2 separate regions of the Oryctolagus cuniculus genome follow, and region 2 is linked to region 1. Evidence: chromatin contacts called from public Micro-C data. All regions are on one chromosome and are shown on one strand. Each heading gives the region's core, a stretch centred on a gene start, on an enhancer-like site or on the middle of the called end of the contact. The rest is flanking DNA. Distances are from core to core; before and after follow the strand shown. Region 1 overlaps PPFIBP2 (PPFIA binding protein 2). Region 2 holds the start of OLFML1 (olfactomedin like 1).

Region 1 (3,849 bases), core at 919-3,418:
CACAGCCTGTGGGAGGGCAGGGGCAGCCAGCTTTCACCTCCCCACCTGTTCGGTGCCTCCTCAGGGAAGATCCTGCCCTCAGATGTTTTCTGAAATGCAAATCTGAGCACGCTTGCCATTTGCTTAAACTCTCGCTGCGTTCACTCTGATCTATCTCCAGGACACGGCCCAGGGGCCTGGCTTATGTGGCCTTTCTGGATCTGGCTCCTGCTCACCTCGGCAGATTCTCCTCTTCCCTGAGCCCCCCATTCTCATCCCTTTCTCTAGCGAAGTGGTTCTCAAATGGGGGGAGTTTTGTCTCTCCAGGGAACATCTGACAAAAACTGGAGACACTTGGGCTGTCACAGCTAGAAGAGGGTTGCTGCTAGCATCTAGGTGAGGACCAAGGCTGCACCGCCTCCTTCACTGAGTTACACAGCCCAAATGACGGGCACGCAGAGGCTGAGGAACCCTGCTCTAGTCTCACCAACTGCTGACAGTTGCTGGGTGCGGGGGGCAAGTCCATCTGCCTGGAGGCCCTGCCCCTCTGGCATACCTGGGGAAGCATGCTTAGCATGCACAATCCAAGTGTCACTCTTCCGTAGAGCCTCTCAGACTCCTACCCCAGACCCCCTTAAACATGACAACTTGCTCCTTCGGGCCGCAGAGACATCTATTAGAGCATCTGTCACATTCAGCACACACCCTGGAAGCACCCGAGGCCTGTGCACCCCTGGAAGCACCCGAGGCAGGGACTGTGGCATTCATGCCTGTATCTCCGGCTCCTCCCCAGCCTTTCCAGGAGTGGAAGGTACTTAGCACACCTGGGAAGGAGTGGGTGGGGCCCTAGGAGCATGGACCTCCTGAGCAGGTTGAGGACCAGGACTGGGCCAGCCCACAGCGGGGACTCAGCGAGTTGGTGCTGAGGGTGGACATGGAATGACCATGCCTCACTTCAAGGTGACCTGTGATGTGCACAGGCTCAAGGGCAGACGCAGCACTGTGACACAGTCGACCTTCAACTAGAACATGCATGCAGGCCTCCCGAAAGAGAATCTATACAGGGCCTGGCCTCACGGAGGGGACCAGGAGGAAAAACGCATTCCACAGCGAGGGTAGGGCTTGAGGAACGGCCAGAGGGAGCCAAGACTAGACCGTGGGTTCATCGAGGCTGCAGATGGTCAAGGGCCTCGGACTCTATCTCTGGTGATCCTGTAACTGAGGAGTTCTGAGCAGAAAGACAACCGGTATCCAGCAGTGCTGCGGGGAGGTCCCCCTGGTGAGAACAGCGCTGACCAATGTGGGGTTGGGGGGCACGGAGACCAGCTGCAGTGATCCAGTGAGAGAGGACACCGGACCTAGAGGGTGGGGGGAGAGGCAGGGGAGGGAACTCTCTGGGGACTCGGTTGTGCCTCTCCGGTATGGGATTCTGGAGAAGCAACAGGCTTGTTTGGGAAGACGCTGAATTGCTATGGAAATGTGTTGCATTTGGGATCACCAAGGGCCTCCCACTAGGGGGAGCTGTTTAACCAGACATTACACCTGCAGCTGCTGAGGGAAGGCCTGGGAAACTGGGTGTGCTGTGTGTGCCAGCTGTGTGCACGTGTGCATTGGGGATGCACACACACACACACTGCAGATGCGGGTAGCTGGAGAGCAGCCAGGGCGGCAGGAAAGGAATCACAGTGCTTTGGCCTGCTCTCACCCTGAATACCCCGACATGGCCAGAGCTCTGTGTGCAAACACACCCCCGTGGGAAGCAGCCCCGAAGCTCCCCGTTATTTCACCCAGCAGTCACTGCAGGACATCAGAATGCCTGTTTCCGGCAGAGGCTTTATGAACTCACACTTCCTCCCCTTTGGTGTGAGGGCCTCCCGGCTGTCCCTGGGAACAGAAGAAGCCATTGAGTCTGTGTTGACAGCTCACTGCTCTCCCTTCAGAAGTGCGCTGTGGTCCACATAGAAAAGTACAAAAGGTATAAAAGCTGCAGTGAGGGGCACAGCACAACTGAAAACACACAGGGGCACGGGGGCACCTCCTGGACACCTGTCCACAGCTCTGCTTCACTCCTGTGGACACCCCGTCTGAGAGGCCCAGCCTGCAACTTCCAGGCTCTACGGGTGGCCGCGCGCCAGCTCCCACTGAAGCCAAGACGCGGGGCCCTGCACGTGCCTCTCTGGGCTCTCGGCCACGAGGAACGTCATCTCCACTCATCAGAGTCTGGAGCAGCCAGGCGAGAGTCGTTCAGCAGCTGGTCCTGGCTCAGCAGGGTCTGAAAGGACACAGCCAAAGGTGCAGTTTAACAGGGTTTTGGTCACGGCTGTTCAGGGGGCAGCCATTGGGAAGCAGAGGGCACTGGGTGTGGTCTCTGACAGTGGTAACTGTCAGGTCATGGCGTCTCAGGGACCCTGGTATTAGGTCAGAATAGATACTACTATCAAGATAAACAGCTTGTCTTAGAGGTAAAGTTGCTATTTCAAGGTCACCAAAGACCTGTTAAAGACTCTAAGGGCACAAGGTAGACAGATTCATTTCAGTGTGTGAGCCAGAAATAAATTGAATACAAATGATCTTGCTTGGGTTCAGGGCCACTCGTGTGCTGGCTTTGATATAGGCTCAATGTTCCTTAGCACAGCAGCCAGCAAAGAGTGGAGATGGGGCTTCCATATGTACAGACCAGATGATGCAGCCGATGGGCTCAGTGATGGGACCTCCAGGGATAAAAGGGCCCTGGGAAGTTAGGGGGCCTCAAACACACATCACTGCCAGCCTGGGTCTGCCTATAAGCACTACCAGGAGGATATTATTTGCCTGCTTTATGGGAAACTATGCCACGGCTCAGAAAGAGGGAGCGAGACACACACAGGCAAGGTCCCAGAGCTACTGAAAATCAGAGCAGGGGCTTGAACCAGGTCTGCTTCCCTCTAACCTACTGCTCTTCCTCCGAGCCCAAGCTGCGCCCCTGGCATGGTCTGCACTCCCGACCACACCAGGATGCACCCACATGCCTGTGATCTCCATGAAGCCAGTGACATGAGAGGAAAGGCGCGTCTCATGGGAAGGGGGCTGGGCAGTAACCGCTAGGCCAGAGTGCAGGCCTGGCTTTGGGCTGACTGGCCAGTGATCCAGAGCTTCCGAGCACCTGGGTTTCCTCAAAGCTCTGAGACTGTGGCGAGGACCCGAGACGCGGCACGCTTAGCCGGCTTCTGCTCCAGCCCAGTACCAGGCCAGCACAGAGGGCCGCTGGGCTGCTTTCTGCCTCAGGACTGGCTCAGGCGCAGGCTCTGATCCCAGCGCCCAGCACCATCCTGTGCTCTCCCCATGCCGTGGCACCGCCACACCAACCTCACTGCCCACAGCTGTGCGCCCTAGTCCTACTGCAGGGAGAGGGTGACGGTCCTACCGTAAGGCGGTGAATGTCTTGGGAGAGGAGCCCTATCTGCGTCACAGTGCCTTCCGAAGGTGCCATCTGTAAAATGGGCACAGGCTGGTCAGCGCCATCGAGCCAGCTTGCGATTCAGAGATGGCATGCAAGTTGAGTCCTGCCGGGGCCTGGCTTCTCCAAGGCATGCTTACCTACAGGGACGGGCAAGAAGGGTGCCAGGCCCCGACGAGTAACGGGTGGGTGGGGCACATGCTGCTTCTGTCCCTGGGGAAAGGCACCCAGCATCCTGCATGCACTCTCTCTCCTTGGGCTCCACTTGTCGCCAGCACTTGATACAGAGAGGCAGGGCCCAGGCCTGTCAAAAGCAGCTCTTCTGCTAATATTCAGGGTCCCAGCTATTTCCAGGAGCAAAGAGCAGTGGGGACGAAGGCTTTCAGGATGCTGAACAGGTTGTCAGTTCCTGGGTACCAACAGGATTCCAGACA
Region 2 (3,849 bases), core at 586-3,085, 200 kb after region 1:
TGTGATGCCAGTATCCCATATGGATGCCAGTTTGAGTCCCAGCTGCTCTACTTCCTATCCAGCTCCCTGCTAATATGCCTGGGAAAGCAGCAGCAGATGGCCCAAGTGCCTGTGTCCCTGCACCATGTGGGAGACCCAGAAGAAGCTTCAGGTTCCTGGCTGTGGCCTGGCACAGATCTCTCCCTCTCTCTGTCTCTGTCTCTCTCTCTCTCTGTAACTCTGCCTTTCAAATAAATAAAAAAATAAATCTTAAAAAAAGGAAAGCATCAGCAAGAGGCCACTGGCCTGGGAACATATATCTCATCCTCAGTATGTATGGCTGGAGAATGGTGGGAAATGTTTTCAGCCTATTTTATGGATTTATTTTACCCTGGCTCTAAAACTAGATAACCAGATAATTTGGACTTAAAGATTTTTTAAAAAAATATAGAAAATAAGTATTGGAGATAAGAATTTCTTTAAAAGAAGATACATAATTTATCAGTTAACTTGTACAAAAGCAAGGCATTAAGTATGAAATAGTTAATGCCAGTGCTGGGGTGTGGCAAAGTCTAGCATGGAGCATGACATTTTTCCTTGGGAGCCTGTCCACGCTGCAATCTTAGAATTTGCACGTTTTAATGAGGTGGCAGCCCACATGCTTTCTCTCTATTAGCATTGCTGGAATCTGCTTATTTCTAAGTCCAACTCCAGATTGGCAAGAGCAGCAAAGACTTTGCTTCCTGTTACATGGATATTGGGACTGTTTACAGTGACCTTATGATTTTTCATAAACAGATAACGATAAAATTCATTCTTATCTTGATACAGTAAACATGAAGAAAAAATGACCCAAATTTTTAGTTTTTACATTTAACTCAACGAACTATTGAATTTCGGATGTCCAACATTTTGGATATTTACCACCATCCCAAAAATTCTAAGTATGCATTAATTTATTAAATCTTCAGGATAGCCTTAGAAGGCAAATTCCATTTTTATCCCTATTTTACAGATGAAGAAAACTGCCAGATGAGAGTCTAGAGTGAAGCTAAGCTCAAGGTCTGGGAGTGGAAGAGGCAGGACTGTGGAGCCGGTGCCTTCAACTGCTCGACCAGGAACATTTGTAAGCCGTAATCTTAGCAACGTGGTTGTCATTTCCTATCCGGGAAACATGCATCCCAGTAGCTAGGGAAGTGTGGGTAAAACAAAGTGGCTTCTGGGAGGCGTGCACAGATGCCACCTACCTCCAAGACTCGAAAGCGCTGGTAGATGTAATGTACCATGGCAGGGTCCTGCGCACACTGTGGTGGAGGCAGAAATGCTGCAAGGAACAGAAGCAGAAGGGCAGAAACTCGCTGAAGGACCATCATCCTACAGACTTCCGGGCGTGAAACCCCTTACGTTGTGGTTCTAGAAGACGACTCGGGGTCCAGGTGGTGGTTCCAGCTTTGTAGCCGCTGCTGTGGCAAATCCTCAGAAAACAACTTCTTGCACAGCCGCAGAGCAACGGTCACTTGTTGTTCCACCCCATGCATGATCTCAGTTTGCAAGCTGGTGATCAAGTCCAGCTGTTGGTAAATTGGTCCCTGGAGGCCTTGCAGGCCAACTTGGTGCAGAGAGCTCCCTGGGTCCAGTATCTATTTCCCTCACCCTTGACACACGCAGGGACCCTCCCCAGGCTAGTGACTGTGGGCTGCTTTCAGCCCTGAGGCTGTGGATGTGTACATTGGGGTGGAGGTGGGGAGGTCGTCCAGCCCCTATTCCCCTCCCCCAGCTACTGCCTTTTTACTTCTGCTTCCAGCCTCCCTAGTAGATTCTGCAGTCCAATCACAGGCCTGATCCAAGACAAACCACCCCCTCCTTCTTGGAGTTGGAATCTCTTGTAACTTTTGGCAAAAATTCCCAGGATACTTTTCCCAGAAGTTCCACTGGGAGGGAGACCCCACCTCTCTTCCTGATTTCCTTTGTATTCCTGCAGCTCTTAAAGGCACAGCAAAGAATTGAATACCGATCTTTCCCTATCTCTGAAAAGCTATTGCATGGGGCAGCATGGCTCCTTGGGCAGAAAGGTACAATGGGCTACAAGCCTGACTGTCCAGGTGGACAGCTGAAAATCTCAGGGTTGAGCTCAGAATTTTCTTAAAAGAAATAACAACAATTATTCAGACAGTAATGCTTCCAGAGCAAAGCTATCAGGAAATGAAAGTCCTTTGTAAGGAAGTGCTAGAGTTTTCTCAATCACTAAGGTCAGAATTCCTTTCTTAGAATTGCAGGCCAGAAATGTGTCCAACCCCTACGGAAGGCCCTAAGCCAATTGAGATAAATCATATCTCTAGGACAAAGAGGTAGAATCTTCCATTTTTGCCTTTGCTGTCCAGTTCTCTGCTTCTCCGGACCTCTCCCTTCCTGAGTGTTCCCAGCTCTTAAAGGCACAGCAGAGAAATGGTTTCCCCATGGTTCTTTCTCAATTACCTACCAAAATGGGGAACTGTGGGACATCTATGGACTATGGAGAAGGCTCTGACCAGAACTCAGAAGAGCCAGGTTTGCATTCAGTCTCTGAAAGAGGTGCTAAAGACTGAGAATTTCCCACTTGTCCCCTCTGAATGTGGATGTTTCTCTCCACCTCTCTTTCATATGGTCTAAGCATTTGGGGGCTGGCGCTGTGGCACAGCAGGTAAACCTGCCTCCTGCAGTGCCAGCATCCCATATGGGTGCAGGTTCCAGTCTTGCCTGTTCTACTTCCAATCTGGCTCTTTGCTGTGGCCTGGGAAAGCAGCGGAAGATGGCCCAAGTGTTTGGGCCCCTGTACCCCTGTGAGAGACTCAGAAGAAGCTCCAGGCTCCTGGCTCAAATTGGCCCAGATCTGGCCATTGCAGCCATTTGGGGAGTGAACCAGTGGATGGAAGACCTCTCTTTCTCCCCCCACCTCCCACAACTCTGGCTTTTAAATAACACATGCATTCTACATTAATGAAGTTAAAGAATTACCTGTGTGTGGGTGGGGAGGGAAAGAACACAGCGAGAAGCTTCAGTCACAGTGCAGGGCTGCTTCCGGGACAACGGCTGCATCTGTGGGATGGGCTTGGAAGTTTCTCCAGCCCTGACAGGTACCTTGTCTCTGGTCACCAGTGATCGCCAACCCCCACAGCACCTGCTCTGCATTCATCAGGTTTATAGGTAAAGTCTGGCAGGTTTTCTTTGATTGACCACACCTGGTCTTCGTTGGTGAGTTTTATTCTTTGCCATCCCAAGTAAAGGCGGCAAATCCCACAGCTGATACTCCTAACCCATTAGAATCAATGAGCTATGGGGTAGAGCCAGAGTGGAAATCCTCATGTTCTTATAACCAGTTTTCAAAAATACAAAAACCAGGGGCTGGCGCTGTGTTGTAGTGGGTAAAGCCGCCGCCTGCAGTGCCAACATTCCATATGGGCGCCAGTTCAAGTCCTGGCTGCTCCATTTCCGATCCAGCTCTCTGCTATGGCCTGGGAAAGCAGTAGAAGACGGCCCAAGTCTTTGGGCCCCTGAACCCACATGGGAGACTTGGAAGAAGTTCCTGGCTCCTGGCTTCAGATCTGCACAGGTCTGGCTGTTGCGGCCATCTGGGGAGTGAACCAGCGGATGGAAGACCTCTCTCTCTCTCTCTGCCTCTCCTCCCTCTCTGTGTAACTCTGATTTTCAAGTAAATAAATAAATCTTAAAAAAAAAGACAAAAACCAGACTCATTTTGGAGATAGTCACAGCTTCCACGGATGCACAGCCGCCATGAGTTATGGTCTTTATCTACTGGGAGGGCGCTGTGCTGGTAAGGATGAAAGAGATGGCTTGGTGCACAGTAGGCTGCAGTTGGGATGAAGTCATTTA

What was found. A called contact is a pair of places that touch in the nucleus more often than the background predicts.
Region 2: a contact with region 1 is called in a Micro-C map of ear pinna, with 2.9 times the contacts expected there. The contact joins the promoter of OLFML1 here to the enhancer-like site in region 1. A contact is called at or near these places in 3 of 6 Hi-C or Micro-C datasets (ear pinna, psoas muscle and an unstated tissue).

The regions. Positions count from the first base shown.
Region 1 is chr1:58,784,648-58,788,496 of mOryCun1.1, forward strand. PPFIBP2 (PPFIA binding protein 2) reads right to left here. Exons shown (of 26, transcript XM_070074030.1): 25 at 3,383-3,448; 26 at 1,793-2,251. The coding sequence ends at 2,180. Among named protein-coding and RNA genes, the nearest start is that of CYB5R2, 13 kb to the left of the region's middle. Within about 2 kb of position 2,169, at least 3 of the 8 cell types and tissues checked have an H3K27ac peak or open chromatin away from gene starts, as enhancers often do. A contact at or near this core is called in ear pinna, where this site is marked.
Region 2 is chr1:58,985,922-58,989,770 of mOryCun1.1, forward strand. OLFML1 (olfactomedin like 1) reads right to left here and starts at 1,836. Exons shown (of 3, transcript XM_051823924.2): 1 at 1,227-1,836. The coding sequence starts at 1,352.